2 separate regions of the Arachis hypogaea genome follow, and region 1 is linked to region 2. Evidence: chromatin contacts called from public Hi-C data. All regions are on one chromosome and are shown on one strand. Each heading gives the region's core, a stretch centred on a gene start, on an enhancer-like site or on the middle of the called end of the contact. The rest is flanking DNA. Distances are from core to core; before and after follow the strand shown.

What was found. A called contact is a pair of places that touch in the nucleus more often than the background predicts.
Region 1: a contact with region 2 is called in a Hi-C map of leaf, with 4 times the contacts expected there. The contact joins the enhancer-like site here to the promoter of LOC112783390 in region 2. A contact is called at or near these places in 2 of 8 Hi-C or Micro-C datasets (leaf and an unstated tissue).

What each region holds. Positions count from the first base shown.
Region 1 is chr20:73,103,108-73,110,104 of arahy.Tifrunner.gnm2.J5K5, forward strand. It overlaps LOC140182673 (a long non-coding RNA gene), which reads right to left and starts at 5,075. Exons shown (of 2, transcript XR_011878683.1): 1 at 4,856-5,075; 2 at 4,317-4,784. It also overlaps the pseudogene LOC112786824. Within about 2 kb of position 1,889, at least 1 of the 3 cell types and tissues checked has open chromatin away from gene starts, as enhancers often do.
Region 2 is chr20:72,499,457-72,507,123 of arahy.Tifrunner.gnm2.J5K5, forward strand. LOC112783390 (CDPK-related kinase 5) reads left to right here and starts at 3,921. Exons shown (of 11, transcript XM_025826324.2): 1 at 3,921-4,982; 2 at 5,709-5,839; 3 at 6,125-6,166; 4 at 6,308-6,416; 5 at 7,356-7,440; 6 at 7,529-7,667. The coding sequence starts at 4,437.

The DNA of each region.
Region 1 (6,997 bases), core at 639-3,138, 600 kb after region 2:
TGTCTCTATCATCAACACCATTGTGTCCTCACCAATTCTCACCATCACCACCACCACCATCATTTTGTTCTTGTCTCCATCATCATCATGCCTCACCCATTTCCACCATCTCATTCAACTTATCCTTGTCCTTTGCATACCCATAACCCATCATCATCCATCCTCCATCCTCACGTTCACTAACTATCCTACTTCATTATCTCACCCTCACTCCCACATCACCGTCACTATTATCATATCCTTGAATTCTGATGCCTCTCTCTCTCTCTCTCTCTCTCTCTCTCTCTCTCTCTCTCTCTGACCTCATGGGAGTGGTTGCCACGACATTAACCGCAGATGAAAAATTGCTGCCGGAGGAGAAGAGTGGTGTCACAATAGCGCCGAAGCAGAAATATCTTCAAGGAGGAGGACACGACATGCGGACGGGCAAGAGGTCAAAGAGACTTCTAAGGCGGATTAGGGGTCACCGATTAAGATGATACTCTGGTTTTTCAAATCGGGGAGGCACGGTGATGGCCTTACGTGGCAATGTATATGCGACAGCAAACATGACTTCAGGAGACGGTCAGGGGCACAGAGTGCGAGGCTCGGTCTCGGCATCTTGCAACATGTGGTGAAGAAGTCTCCAGTGGCAATGTCTTCTTGGAATGAAGTGTTGATGGAGAAGAAGAAAGGGGAGATGGAAACTCTGGGTCTCAACAAGGATGAGGCAGGTTTCAGGTGGGTTCTCCTTGAACGATGCCCTTTTTATATTGTCAGGATGGCACTTAACAATATACGTCAGCACTATTAAGATGGCAGTTTACTCGGAGACCAATGGAGACTTACGTTTTTCAATTTAAAGGACGTAGTTGGACATTTACAAAAGTCAAGAATTTAATTGATGCGTGATTTGAATATCGGAGACCAAATTGAACATTTACTCGAAAAATAAAACATGTTTAATTGTTAGGATAGAAACACGAAAGAAGAAAAAATTGTAGACACAAACTTAATGAAGTATTTTGGATCAGATCTTTATTCTTCCTTCATAATTCTGAATGGAAAAGTATGAAGAGCCAATGTAATTGGTATACAATGTGTACAATGGTAGTGAACACAAAAATAAATAACACTTTTAAAATTAGAGTAAACGTGGGTAATTTTCATTTTTAACTCAAATTGGACTAAATAAATAGCCCATTGTACACATTGTACAGATATCTCATTAGCTCCTTAGCAAAATTCTAAATGAATTTACTTTTCTTCTACTTGTCCTTGTCCTTTCTCTTCACTACCTCCTCCTTCGTTTTTGTTCTTTGTTACTTTACCTCTTTTACCTTTTCATCATTTTATACTTTCTCTATATTTTGATTTTCTCCTCTTTCGTCTGTTTTTTTTTCCTTTTCTTCCGCGGTTATTCTTTCTCTCTTCTGTCTCTCTTTCTTTTCTCTTACATATGAAGGGAACATTGAAAATAAAAGTGATTAGATTAAAAATGCTAGCCTAATAATACAAGAAAGAAACTATAGGTTAGAAGAAATTTTTATATTTTAATTAGAATTGACAATTTTGGTATTTTATACATATTTATGTGACTTGCCCATTCTAATAAGGATAGACAACGATCCTTTTTTAATTCTATCCACTATAATGAAATATAATACAAATTATTTTTATTGTCTTTCTTTGTCTCTAATATCTTGGAAGTTGAAGCACATAGTAAATTTTTATCTAGCTACTTTTGTTCGGTCTTTATAATATAACAAATCCGCACTATACCATATGAATTTTTTTTTTTTTGTTCACTACAGCTAAAGTCAAATTCAAATTCGAATGTGGTTGTTCGATAGGCATATGATATGTTATTATTTTTTTTTGTCATTTATTACTCGGTCATTGCCGGGGATCGATCCCGGATGAAGAATATTAAAAAACATTATATTTTGTCATTCAACTAAAGGCTCAAAGACATGTAATATGCCACTTTTTTTATGTCAGAATATAATATAAGGAAGGTGTTCACGTGTGCCCATGTATTTTTGCAGAACAGCAGTGTTTCCATTGGTATGTCCGCAAAGATATAATGTAAAATATTAGAAGGGCAGGGATTGATGGGACACTTTCTTGTGTGGAAATCCCATCAATAGAGTGTTGGGTGGGATAGCAAATGGTGTGGAAGTTATGCTGTGCATGTTGAGAGTAATTGTCGGTTTTGTCCAATTTTAAAGAAGCCTACGTATGTGGAGCCAGAATTTGCTGCAGAAGTGCAATAGCACTTTAGCCGAGCCGAAATGGTTGTGGGCTGCAGGAAGATATGTGTGGCCCATTTAAGGTTTGAGTGCGAAGGATTGGACTATCATTCAATGGGTATCACTAATGGACTAAAGACATCTAATGAGTTGGGTTTTACCGGTGGAAATCCGTTAAATTTTTTCATCCGGTCGGAAGTGGTGTTTACTATCTGTTGGTTTGGAAGGAAGGTAAGGATTCCCAAAAAAATACAAAAGTTAGGCAGAAGGTAAGAATGAGAATGGTTGAACACTTACAGGCGTAAAATTGGTGAATAAATTTAACGATTATTAGTTGATAGTACGGAACAAATTTTTTGTTTAAATTATGTAAGTAATTGAGTAAAAGATTTCAATAAAAAACTAATTTGAAAAATATCTGAGAAAAAAAATTTCATTGTGAATATTGTTCGTTGTGTAAGCTAAGGCCCTAAAATAGAAATTTAGTCGATTTAGTGTAGTTTATCGATAACGTGTTCTAGTTATGTATTGTGCTAACAACGTAGTGTGTGTTTAGATTAAAATTTGTATTAAATTTTTTTTTTTTGTGAAATTGATTTTAGTTATAAGTACATTGGTATTAATGTGATTTATGATTAATAACTTTATATTAGGATAAATCATAATAAAATAAATGTCGTTTAGTTGATAATTTTCAAAATCTGTTTTAAGTGAAAATTGAGTCGGAGGACATGAAATTTAATAAATATTTTACGTTAATTGATTAGTTCAAGATGAATATTTAAGTAATTTTTATAAATGTATAAATTAAGAATAATATATATGAAATCATAAAATATAGTTTATACGAAAAACAAAAAAAATATGAAAAATATAGCAAAGCATAGTTTAATAAATTATGTTAATCAAAAATTTTTTAGTACTCTCGAAAGTCTTGTATTTGATACTATTATAAACTAAAAATTATAATTATTTATAATTTTATCTTCAGTTATTATTTAATTTTTATTTACTTTGTTTTTTGTAAGGAGATTAATAAATTTATATTATCAAAAAATGACAATAATAAACTAGTATACAAGAGTTACGCTAATAAACTTTACCAGAACCATAGCAAAAATAATTTTTTTTTTTTATGTAAAACAAGGAATAAAAATTTGAAGAAGATATTATTAATGAATGTTATTGCAAGTTCATTTATCAAATTTAATTTTCTGTCCGTTAGTTTCAAGCTAAGGTCGCTGAGAATGTGCTAAAAGGTTGTTAATGTTGCACTGATTGAGTTACTTGTTGACATGCAGGGGAAAAAAATCGACCTATCTTAAATGTTTGTTATCTTTATAACAGTTTGAAGGAGAAAGAAAAAATCGATTTGAGTGAAGGTTTTTGAGAATCTTACTGTTGCAATCTCTAAGGAGTTAATTTTGTGAACTACATTTTTTGAGTTAATTTTGTTAATTTTGAGAATCTTATTGTACTAAACATTTTTTCATCAACTTCATTCCTTCTTAGCTCAATAGTTCATAATACTTATGGTGTAAATTAAATCTTTTTCACAAAATTAAGGGGACCCAAAGAAAGGTGGAAAAGCTTGCTGTCCACTAATGGGTAATGCCATAGAGGTGCATAACACAAAGATGCAGGTCCAAGTAAAATAAAGAAAGGAATATAGTCATATAAAAGGAATAAGTAAATGGTGAAAACCCCTCCTGCTCAATATCCCTCAACGCTAAGATTCCAACACAAGTTTCTCCATTCACCGACCACTGTTCAGCAAAGGAATCGCAATTGGCCACTCAACAAATAATGTGAGATAAGAACAAATTTATACACTTCCATCTCTAAATTAAGCACTCGTATACAAAAAATGTCTTTTCAGGCTACCACATTAAAAACCATACATCAACATTCAACCTTACAAGACAAGTGCACCGCTTTAACATACATCTATATACTCATATGAATGCAACATTCATATTTCCAGCAAATATATATGGTAACATATATAATTTAGCTCCAACTAAATACCACCAACAGAAGAAGCAGTTCAAATATGCAGCAATATTTAAAATAATAAAATAAATCTGCCACAGCAAAAAAGCATGTATATAGACCTATTCTGTTTGACAATTATGATCACAACCAGATAACTGAAACAGCACAAGTTTCCTTTTGCACTTGCATCTATCACCTATCAAACTAATCACGAGTGATTAACAAAGTAGAACAACTACTATCACATAAGCTACAATAGAATAGTAACAAGCAGATAGAGGTGTGATTCATCCCACACTTCCATTCAAGGTTATGAAATAGAAATCTCTATTACCATTCAGAGCAATTCAAGCCTCAAATTATCTCAATTCTTAACACTCAAACTTAACTCACTTCACCATTAGCATTTACTTTGATCAGGCTTTCGATACTTACATTTCCTAAGTCACTAAAATATTGCCCAACAACTTCGTTATTGCTGCTCTAACCAAGTACCTTGCACTTCACCATTCCACAATCTTTCATTCTAGCAAAATCAAATCAAAGCCCCAACCTACTCTGCATAATGAAAACAATAAAACTTACCAAAAAGAACAAGAGGGATTTAGATCCTGAAAAGATTTCCTCACCGGCATCAATCCCGCAAAGAATCAAACCCTAAACCCACATCCACAGACGGTGCCTCGTTAACTATGATCCGTTTCTATTCATTTCTTACCACCACCGATCCGCACACCAGCGAGCTTCACCCACGCCATTATTGTCCCAATGACCCACAATCGAACAATGCTTCTCCCCCTTCATCTTCACATTCTCCGCCACCACCCAAACAACAGGTCTCCTCTGCGTGAGTTCTTTTCCTACTGTTTCGATTTAATATACCTCCAGTCGATGTCGAAGCCGACTGATTCCAAGCACAGATCTCACGGCAAGCTTTATCTACTACCCATCTAAGCTGGTCATTTTCGACAAAGAAATTCCCAACTTAGGGTCATTTCCGTCAATTCCAACCTCAGAAAACAACAAAACTTAAGTGGGAAACTTGTTCGTACCGAGAACATCAAAGTTCCGAAACCGTACACAAGAACACCAGATAATTTTCCTATAATATGCCACTTGAATAAGGTCTCCTACCCCTTGGCAGCTTATGATTGTTTTTTATTTTGGTCAGACCTTTATTTATTTATTTATTTATTTTTGTCATACACACTTACTTACACTAAAAATTTCATCACTAGCTGGATATATTGGCCATTGGTACCTTAACATTAATTTTGGGCCTAGAGGGGTTTGGTAGACTGCAACTCTATTACGAATCTAATTTTGGGCCTAGATCAGCCCATATAATATTAAAATGCCCAGTACCGAAATGAAACTCTTTAGCACAGAGGCCCATTAAAATTTTTGCTGGTTGTGTTGCAGTAGTTCGAGTTTTCGAGCTCCTCTTTTTCGTTGTCTGAGGTTTTGAAAGTTGAAGACATTTAGGGACGCCTAGTTTCAAAGTTCTAACCATTCCCATAGAGCTTAACGTACATCTCCAAAATTTCTTCATACCCTCCTATTCGAAATCCTAATTTGCTGCCATGACGGAAGTAAACGCCCAATTTTTATTAATTTAATTTCCCTAATTGTATTCCAATGCTTTAGCTTTCTCTAGTTTTTTCTTTTAAATTTACCTTCTATGTTCTCGCACTCAAAATTACTTTTACCACGTTAATTCTCAGTTGTGATACTAGATGTGGCAGATTTGGTACCTAAAAGCCAAATCAATGTAATATTATTTTGGTTTTGTAAATTATAATAATTCACAGAAGTGTAGTTTGATGAAACTGTAAGCTGTGTGCATTTCACTACATTGTTAATATGATATGACTTCTGATTGCTAATGTTGTCAAGTCAACAAATATTTTCAAACCGAAGGTAGTTCTATTGTTTGCATTATATGATCCTGCTTCCTTCATTAGAGAAGAATGCAAATATTAATGTGGATTATTGAGATGTGGTAGTTTGTTCACTTTTACGATGTGTGTAAGTTAGATTTGTGAGTTGTAATGGATTTTGATTGGAGGCACTTTGTTATTGATTACATTTTTTTGTTCTCAGTACTGGGTGAGCCAGGGGAACAAATGGTGTGACTTTTGTAAAATTTATATATCGAACAATCCTTCGAGCATTAGAAATCATGAGCTTGGTCAACGCCACAAAGACAATGTCGCCAAGAGGCTAGCTGTTATGCAAAAGGAGAATGCTGCTAAGGAGAAAGAGCAGAAGGAAACAGCTCACGCCCTTGAGCAAATTGAAGCGGTAAGATCTTTTTACACTTCTCTTATTGATTAAAATGATGCTTACCTAGCTCTTTCTTTCACTGTTTCGAAAACCCTTTGAGTATATACTAGCTTCTGATATAGAAGCGTATGATTTAGATTTATTTCTATGTATATGCCTTTTGTCTAGTTTCACTGGAAAGCTTGCTTGTGAATTAGTAATCATTGCATTTGAAAGAAATGAGATAGCACTTGTTGTGAAAAAGTTAAAAAACAAAGATGATAAAATCACCTTAGTCGGTTCTTTAGTAATAAGAGTATATCAGATCGAGGGCTGTCCGATAGATAGATATTAGATGGGGTTAGAAAATTATATACAAAACCATTTTCATAACTTAGTTTTAATAGCTTGTCTACGACCATGATTTATGATAATAAACAGTATCTTATGTGATCCACATGGCTAACGCATAACTCACAATTCCACATGTATACTATTGCTTATAG
Region 2 (7,667 bases), core at 2,671-5,170:
AAATTAGTTTCATCGAATTTCCAAATAAGAGAATCTAAAATTAATAGCCCTTTAAGTTTATCTAAGTTAAAAATTAAAGAAGAAAATTCTGAAATAAAAGAATTAACAAAAAAGGTCGAAAAGTTAAATGAAACCCTAAACACTAAATTATGACAATAAATAAAGAAGAAATATATGTAACTTATCAAGACAAGAAACAAGAGCTCTTTGAAAGAGAAAATCGTTTAAATTATTTACAGTTTTCTGGAATAAATCAAAGGGCATTTGAAGCTCTAAAAATAATTTTTGACAAGTTGAAAAGAGAAGTTGAAGAGCTAGAGAAATTAATAGAATCTCTGAAAAATAGTGATGAATCGATGATAGAGTTTGCAGAAATTCTAAAATAATGAAGCATAAAAAGATTGAAAAACCAGAAAATAAAATAAAAAGAAAAAGGGCGGAAAAATTAAAAAGTAAAATAAAAGAATATAAAAGGGAATTAAATAATTTTCAGATCGAAATTGATGACCTTATAATAAAAAGGATAGAAATAAGAATAAATATAAACAAGTTGGAATTAAACTTAAAAAATTTATAAATGCCTGGAAAACCATATTATGACTTAAAAGAATTAAAACTGTTGAAAGAAAAAATGGAGAATGAAGTTGAAAAATTAAAAAGATATTTAGAAACAACAGAAAGTGTAGAAATAAAAGAAGTTCTTGAGGATTTGAGAAATTATATTAAAGAAAAAGACAAACAGATAAAAGATTTTATATATAATAATCCATGTAAAAAAGAATATTATAAACTAAAACAAGATTGAAAAACTATAAAAATCAGAATTATAAATCAAGGACTAATAATAAATAATCACACAAGAAAAATAATAAAAATGGTCAATACTTTAGATTATAAATTTGCACCACCAATTGAATCTATACAAATTATAATCTTATTTGAAGTAAAATATGAAGAATTAATTTCAAAAAGGAAAGAAAAGTCGAATGTTAAAAAATTGGTATAAGAGCCAACTTAACGATTAAGGGTAACACTTTTTCTCTAAGCAACACTTTTAGTGATACGCTTTTAAATCAATAAACAACCAAATAAAAATAAAAATCTATAAATCTGTACCAAAATGCATCTGTACACTAGATGGACCCTTATTATTATTATCGTATACAGACCATGGTACAAAGAATATGCACATATATTAATAATGAGTTGATTGTTACTTTGTTAGGGAAGGGCGTTGAGTTTTGCTCATGTCTAATTTATGCCAAACAAACAAAAATAAAGCATGCCCCATATTATATTAATAATGTCAACACAATATTAAAAGCTCTTAAATTGGAGTTTACTTAACTCTTGCTAACAATAATAGTAGTAGTTGGTGGAGATGAAGGGAAGAGTAAGCAAGGAACTTTTAAAAGCAAACAAAAAATTAATAATAATTAAACATTTATCCCCTCTCATTTATTAACTCGGTTGTGTGCACTTCACTCTCCTGTTTCTTAACCATTCAAATTAAGCATACCCTTATTTTGGTGTTATTAAATCATCATCATTTTTGGTTGGTTATTATTCAGTTGTTTTGTAGTCTTGTCTCCTATTCATCATTGACAATTACCCTTCTTATCATCACAAATTATTTTATATTTTCTATATATTCAAAAATGTTATACACGTACAACTTTAGTGTGAGATTATTTTGAGTCAATTTATCCAATTTTTTTATACTTAAACTCTGAAAAATGAAGACGGAAATACAAACTCACCTCAAGATAAAAATTTAATTTTAAAATACTATATAAAATAATTTATACATATATCTAATTATGTAACAATATATTAATAAAAAATAACTAATTTTTACTTTAATTATGTATATGATAATCCAAAAGAAAAAAAGAATATAATTAAATAAAGGGTTAAGTACTGAAATCGTCCCTAAGGTAAGTGGCGAAAATCAAATTCGTTCCCAACGTTTTTTTGCTATTAAAATCATCCCGAACGTTCAGAAACACTTTAAAATCATCCTTTCCCAAATTTTTGGACCAAAATACCCTCATCATCATTATTCTCCTCTTCACCTTCATCACCCCACCATCATCACCACCACCACCACCACCACCACCACCATCATAGACACAAACACAAACACCAACACCTTAACCCCACTCCGGTAACCCCCCACCCCCCCCTTCACCCCCTCCCTCACCGTAAACCCCCACCCCTCACCCCTCCACCCCCTCATCCCCCACCCCTCACCCACTCTCTCACCCCCTCACTGTAATCCTCCACCCCCTTACCCCTACCCCTCACCCACTCCCTCACCCTCTCACTGTAACCCTCCACCCCCTCACCCCCTACCTCTCACCGCCTCCCCTTCACCCACTCCCTCACCCCCTCACTGTAATCCTCCACCCCCTCACCCACTCCCTCACCCCTTCACTGTAACCCCCCATCCCTCACCCCCTACCCCTCACCACCTCCCCCTCACCCACTCCCTCACCCCCTCACTGTAATACCTCCCCCCACCCCCTTTCTCATGCCCCTCTCTTCATGTTCATCATCATCATCATCAACAGAAAATTCAAACATGCATAACAAATTTTACAAAAAATCCAGTCCAAAGATTCAACAAATTCAGTTCACAGAAGAAAAAAAAAAGAAGAAGAAGAAGCGGTGGTGCGGTGCGGTTCGGGGGGTTGGACCCATGGTGCGGCAGGAGGGTTGGACGCGGAGCGGCGGCGGGTTGAACGCAGGGGCGGCGGCGGGTTGGACGCAGGGGCGGCGGCGGTGAGGGGGTGAGGCGGCGGCGGTGAAGGGGTGAGGGGGCGACAGTGATGGGGGTGAGGGAGTGGGAACTGATGATGATGATGATGATGATGATGAGATGGGATGGGATGGGATTTGGGGGTGGGGTTTGGGGGTGGGTGTAGGAGGAAGGGAAATTGGGGGGTTGGGGGGGAGAGAGAAGCGAAGAGATGCTGATGGGCGAGGGTGGGGGTAGGGTTTTTTTTTTTTTTATTAATAGTCAAGGGTATTTTTGTCCAAAAATTCGGGAAAGGATGATTTTAAAGTGTTTCTGAACGTTCGGGATGATTTTAATAGCAAAAAAACGTCGGGGACGAATTTGATTTTCGCCACTTACCTTAGGGACGATTTCAGTACTTAACCCTTATTAAATATATAAAATATTTTACAACATTAAAATTAAAATTTTAAAATAATACCTTCAATTCATTGATATATTAAAAAAAAATCTTAAATTAAATAATATTTCTCTATAAAACTTAAATCCAAAATCTCCGATCTCAAATAAATTCAAAATCTCTAATCTAAAATATATATGTTTTAAAATTCACTATGTAATACATTCTACACAACACAATCTTTTTTTTTTTATTATTTTTTAAGTAAAGTAATAATTAAGTTCCTAAAAAATTCAACTTTAAACTAATTAATTGCTAAAAAAACTACTAATTTAATCTCTATAATAATAAATAATGGTGGACACTATATATGTATTATTGTATAAAACTTAACAGTAATACTTACATGTATCATTAATTATTATCACATATTTATTTATGAAAAATTGTTAGGTCTATAACAAAAATTTATAATAATATAAAATAATTGATAAATATTATATAAAAAATTAAAATATAATAAATATTTTATTATCCAAAATTATATTATTTTTATACTTATATGACAACAACCGATTTTCATGCCCATGTACAATGATGTTTTATTTTGCGTTATTCATTAGCGAAAGAACATATATGTCCATCATTTATTATGCTAAAAGATCTAATTAATATTTTTCTCTTTTAAAAAATTAATTAATTCTAGATCAAAATTTTCCAAAATCTAATTATATTTTTTTTTTCTAAATAATGTACTATAATAATTGGTGCATTTCTCTTGGTACGGCGTAGTTGTTGATCAGTCAAAACTCAAAAGTGGAAAAACAATATGTAGTAGCCAAAGCTGTGGCAACCAATGCAAACTGCAAAACACAACACACAATTACTCCAATTACAATCCCCATCTTCTCACTTGCCTCAACTCGCTATTCATTCATTCGTTCGTTCGTTCATATTCATAATTCATCAACACAAGAACTACTCTTTCCTAATTCAATGAACACCCAAACATCATCAACGCTCACGTGCATGCCACGTGTCCCATGAGATTGCTCACCTTCTTCATTTTCATCTCCATCTTCATCTTCCCAACAAAGCCACCACACACACACTCTCTCTCTCTCTCTCTCTCTCTCTCTCTCCATCCAAACATAGAATTCCTCAAAATCTTCGACCCTCTTCCCAACTTTGTAAAGTTCGAAATTTTAGCGGAAGCTGAACGGAACCCAGAAAATTTTCCCCGCAATGTCATGACCAATTCTTCACTAAGCGAGCTTCTCTAACCGTTTTCCAACAATGGGGGTTTGCACTTCAAAGCCTCACAAACCCAACCCTTACGCTTCTCGGGAACCTGAAGCTGAACCTTACGATCCCTCACAACAAATCCCCAGAACCCCTCTCACTCCCCCCGGTGACCGGAAAGATGACGTCATCGCCGGTAAACAGTCGCCGTTCTTCCCCTTCTACAGCCCAAGCCCTGCACGCTTCCTCAAGAAGTCTCCGGCGACCGGAGGAGGGAACAAGAGTGCCAGCTCGACGCCGAGGAGGTTTTTCAGGCGACCGTTCCCGCCTCCGTCGCCGGCGAAGCACATAAGGGCTGTGTTGGCTAGACGGCAGGGAAAGAAGGCGGCAACGGCAATACCGGAGGAAGGAGAGGAGGACGGCGGAGGAGGCGCCGCCGATTTGGATAAGAGATTCGGATTCTCGAAGGAGTTCACTAGTAGGCTTGAGGTTGGGGAAGAAGTGGGTCGAGGGCATTTTGGGTATACTTGTTCTGCTAGGTACAAGAAGGGTGAGCTTAAGGGTCAGCAAGTTGCTGTTAAAGTCATCCCAAAAGCTAAGGTTAATAACAATAATTTGATCCTCTTTTTTGTCTCCTTTCATGTGTTTTTACTTTTTAGTTCCTTATAGACTCATCATGATTACAAACTTGCACTTGTTTTTTGATTTGTTTTTGTTTTGTTGAGGATTGTGAATTGTTGCAAATGCTTAGTCATTTGGGGGTGATTTACATTGTCTGCTAGACAAAGCTTGAGTTTTATTATTGTTATGATTATTATTTTATGCAAAGATATTAAAGCTAGGAAGTATTTTCCGCGGGGAATTATTGTTATGATGATTACAGGGTTGTGTATTCGTTTGTTTTTGTCTGTGTCTCATACAGCTTCCAAACACTAGGTCTTTCTGTTTGGTCTTTTGTGTAATGATTTATTTATTTACTTTCTGAGGATTCTTTCAGTGGATGGTTTTCGAAATCCTTGAAGTCGTATGTATTTGTTTGATCTTCCGGAGTCATGAAAATTGAGTAGCATAGCTCGGCATTGACCTAATCCATTCTAATTGTTAAATGTTGAACTTGGATGCTTTGTGATAAACTTGTTGGAACATTTCTTATAGCAAATTGAAATTGCTGTGGATGATATTGTTCTTATTGTATGAAAAGCTTGGACTTCTCCACAGTGGCATTGTCTAGATACTTGGTATAACTTTTGTTGCAACTTCTACACTATTGTGAACCATATATAGAGGTCAAAATTATGGTTTAATCTTCACCCATTTTGTTGCCAGATGACAACAGCAATTGCAATTGAAGATGTGAGAAGGGAGGTTAAGATATTGCGAGCTTTGAACGGACACAAGAATCTGGTACAATACTATGATGCATTTGAAGATCAAGATAATGTCTACATTGTGATGGAGTAAGTTTTGGGCATCTGTTTCCTTTTCAAATGATATCATAACAGTAGTGCACTCGCAATTCTAGCGAAGACAAAACTTATGGAAAGGAAGCTAATAATTTATTCTTCAATGAAGTATTCTGTCACAACCCTAGACACTATTTTTGGTAACACCAAGATGGTATAATAGGTTTGATTACTTATTTTTGTTGATTGAATGTGCATCACATGTGAGAGCTTTTATTTATTTTTCATTTATTTTTTCCCAACTTTTTCATAATTCACTTGATACTGTTCATATTTCAGGTTATGCGAAGGTGGCGAGCTTTTGGATAGGATACTATCAAAGTACGTTATAAAGCAGGAACAATACTGCCCCCTGCCCTTCCGTCCCCCCAAGAAAAAAAGAAAACAAAAGACCTTGGAATTGAACCATGCCACTAACGAGTTCTATGTTTGTCTGTTTGTTTGAAATTTTTATTTTTTAAGAGGAGGGAAATACTCAGAAGATGATGCGAAGGCTGTGATGGTACAAATACTAAATGTTGTTGCATTTTGTCATCTTCAAGGTGTGGTGCATCGAGATCTTAAGCCAGAGGTAACTCTTTTCCTTTTGTCTTCTTTGATTTTTGCCACAGATTCATTTGATACAATAGCTATGCAGAGCATGGGTTGGTTAATCCTAATTACCTTAATGGTAACCCAGTGGTAGGTATTTAGCTTTTGAGAATTTGTTTTATTATTTTTTTTATTTCAAATGGTAAATTGAACTATTTGTTTTGCTCTACATTATTCATGTATGTCATTGGAATGGGACATGGTACTAACATTAGAATTGGTTTAACAGCCTTTACTTGAGGTCCGCTGTTAACAGTTTTGCATGGATTTTGGATTTTCTCGAAATATCATTAGGTTGCTGTACATAGGCCAGTATAATCCATGGGTATGACCTAAGTGGTTTTAAGTTTCGTCTAGTGCAGCAATCATTCGGGCTCTGGCTCAAGTGTTAAACTCATTTTTCTCAATATAGACATTTTCTAAGAAAATGAAGCAAATAAGAAAAGATGATTTTTTTTTTTTATGAAAAATTACTTTTTCACTGAAACTCGTTGTTTGTGTATAAATAACTATTGTAGTCAAGGTTCAATTAAATTATTGGATGGGATCTCATTTTGGAGGCTGTTGTTTACTAAGGGCTCGTTTGGAAACTTTAGAAGTAACTTTTTTAAACTTTTGACTTATGAAAAATAGTAGTATTAATGTCTGGTGCAATTTTCAAAACTAAATTGTAACTTTTTAAGAAGTTATTTAGGAGCTTATAGAGAAGTTAAAAAAAATGACTTCTCTCATAATACTTCTACTTTTCATCACATTTCTATAAAATAAGCACTTTAGAGTTAAAAATCCAAACACAAAATAACTTATTTATAAGTTACTTTTAACAGAATCATTTATTGTTTAAGTTATTTTATCAAAAGGAGCTTAATTAAGTTGGTTACCGAAACTGGGCCTAAACCCCTGGCATTTCTTTGTTCAGAATTTTCTGTATACGTCGAAGGATGAAAGTTCAGAGTCAGAATTAAAAGCAATTGACTTTGGGTTATCTGACTTTGTCCGACCAGGTCTCCCCATACACGTCCTTAATTGGTATGGTATCTTTTCCCTCAATAGATTTTTGGAATGGTCTTAATTATTTTCAATGACTTACAGATGAAAGGCTTAATGACATTGTTGGAAGTGCATACTATGTGGCCCCAGAAGTTCTCCATAGATCATACAGCACTGAGGCTGATGTGTGGAGCATAGGCGTGATCGCATATATTCTTTTGTGTGGTAGTCGCCCATTTTG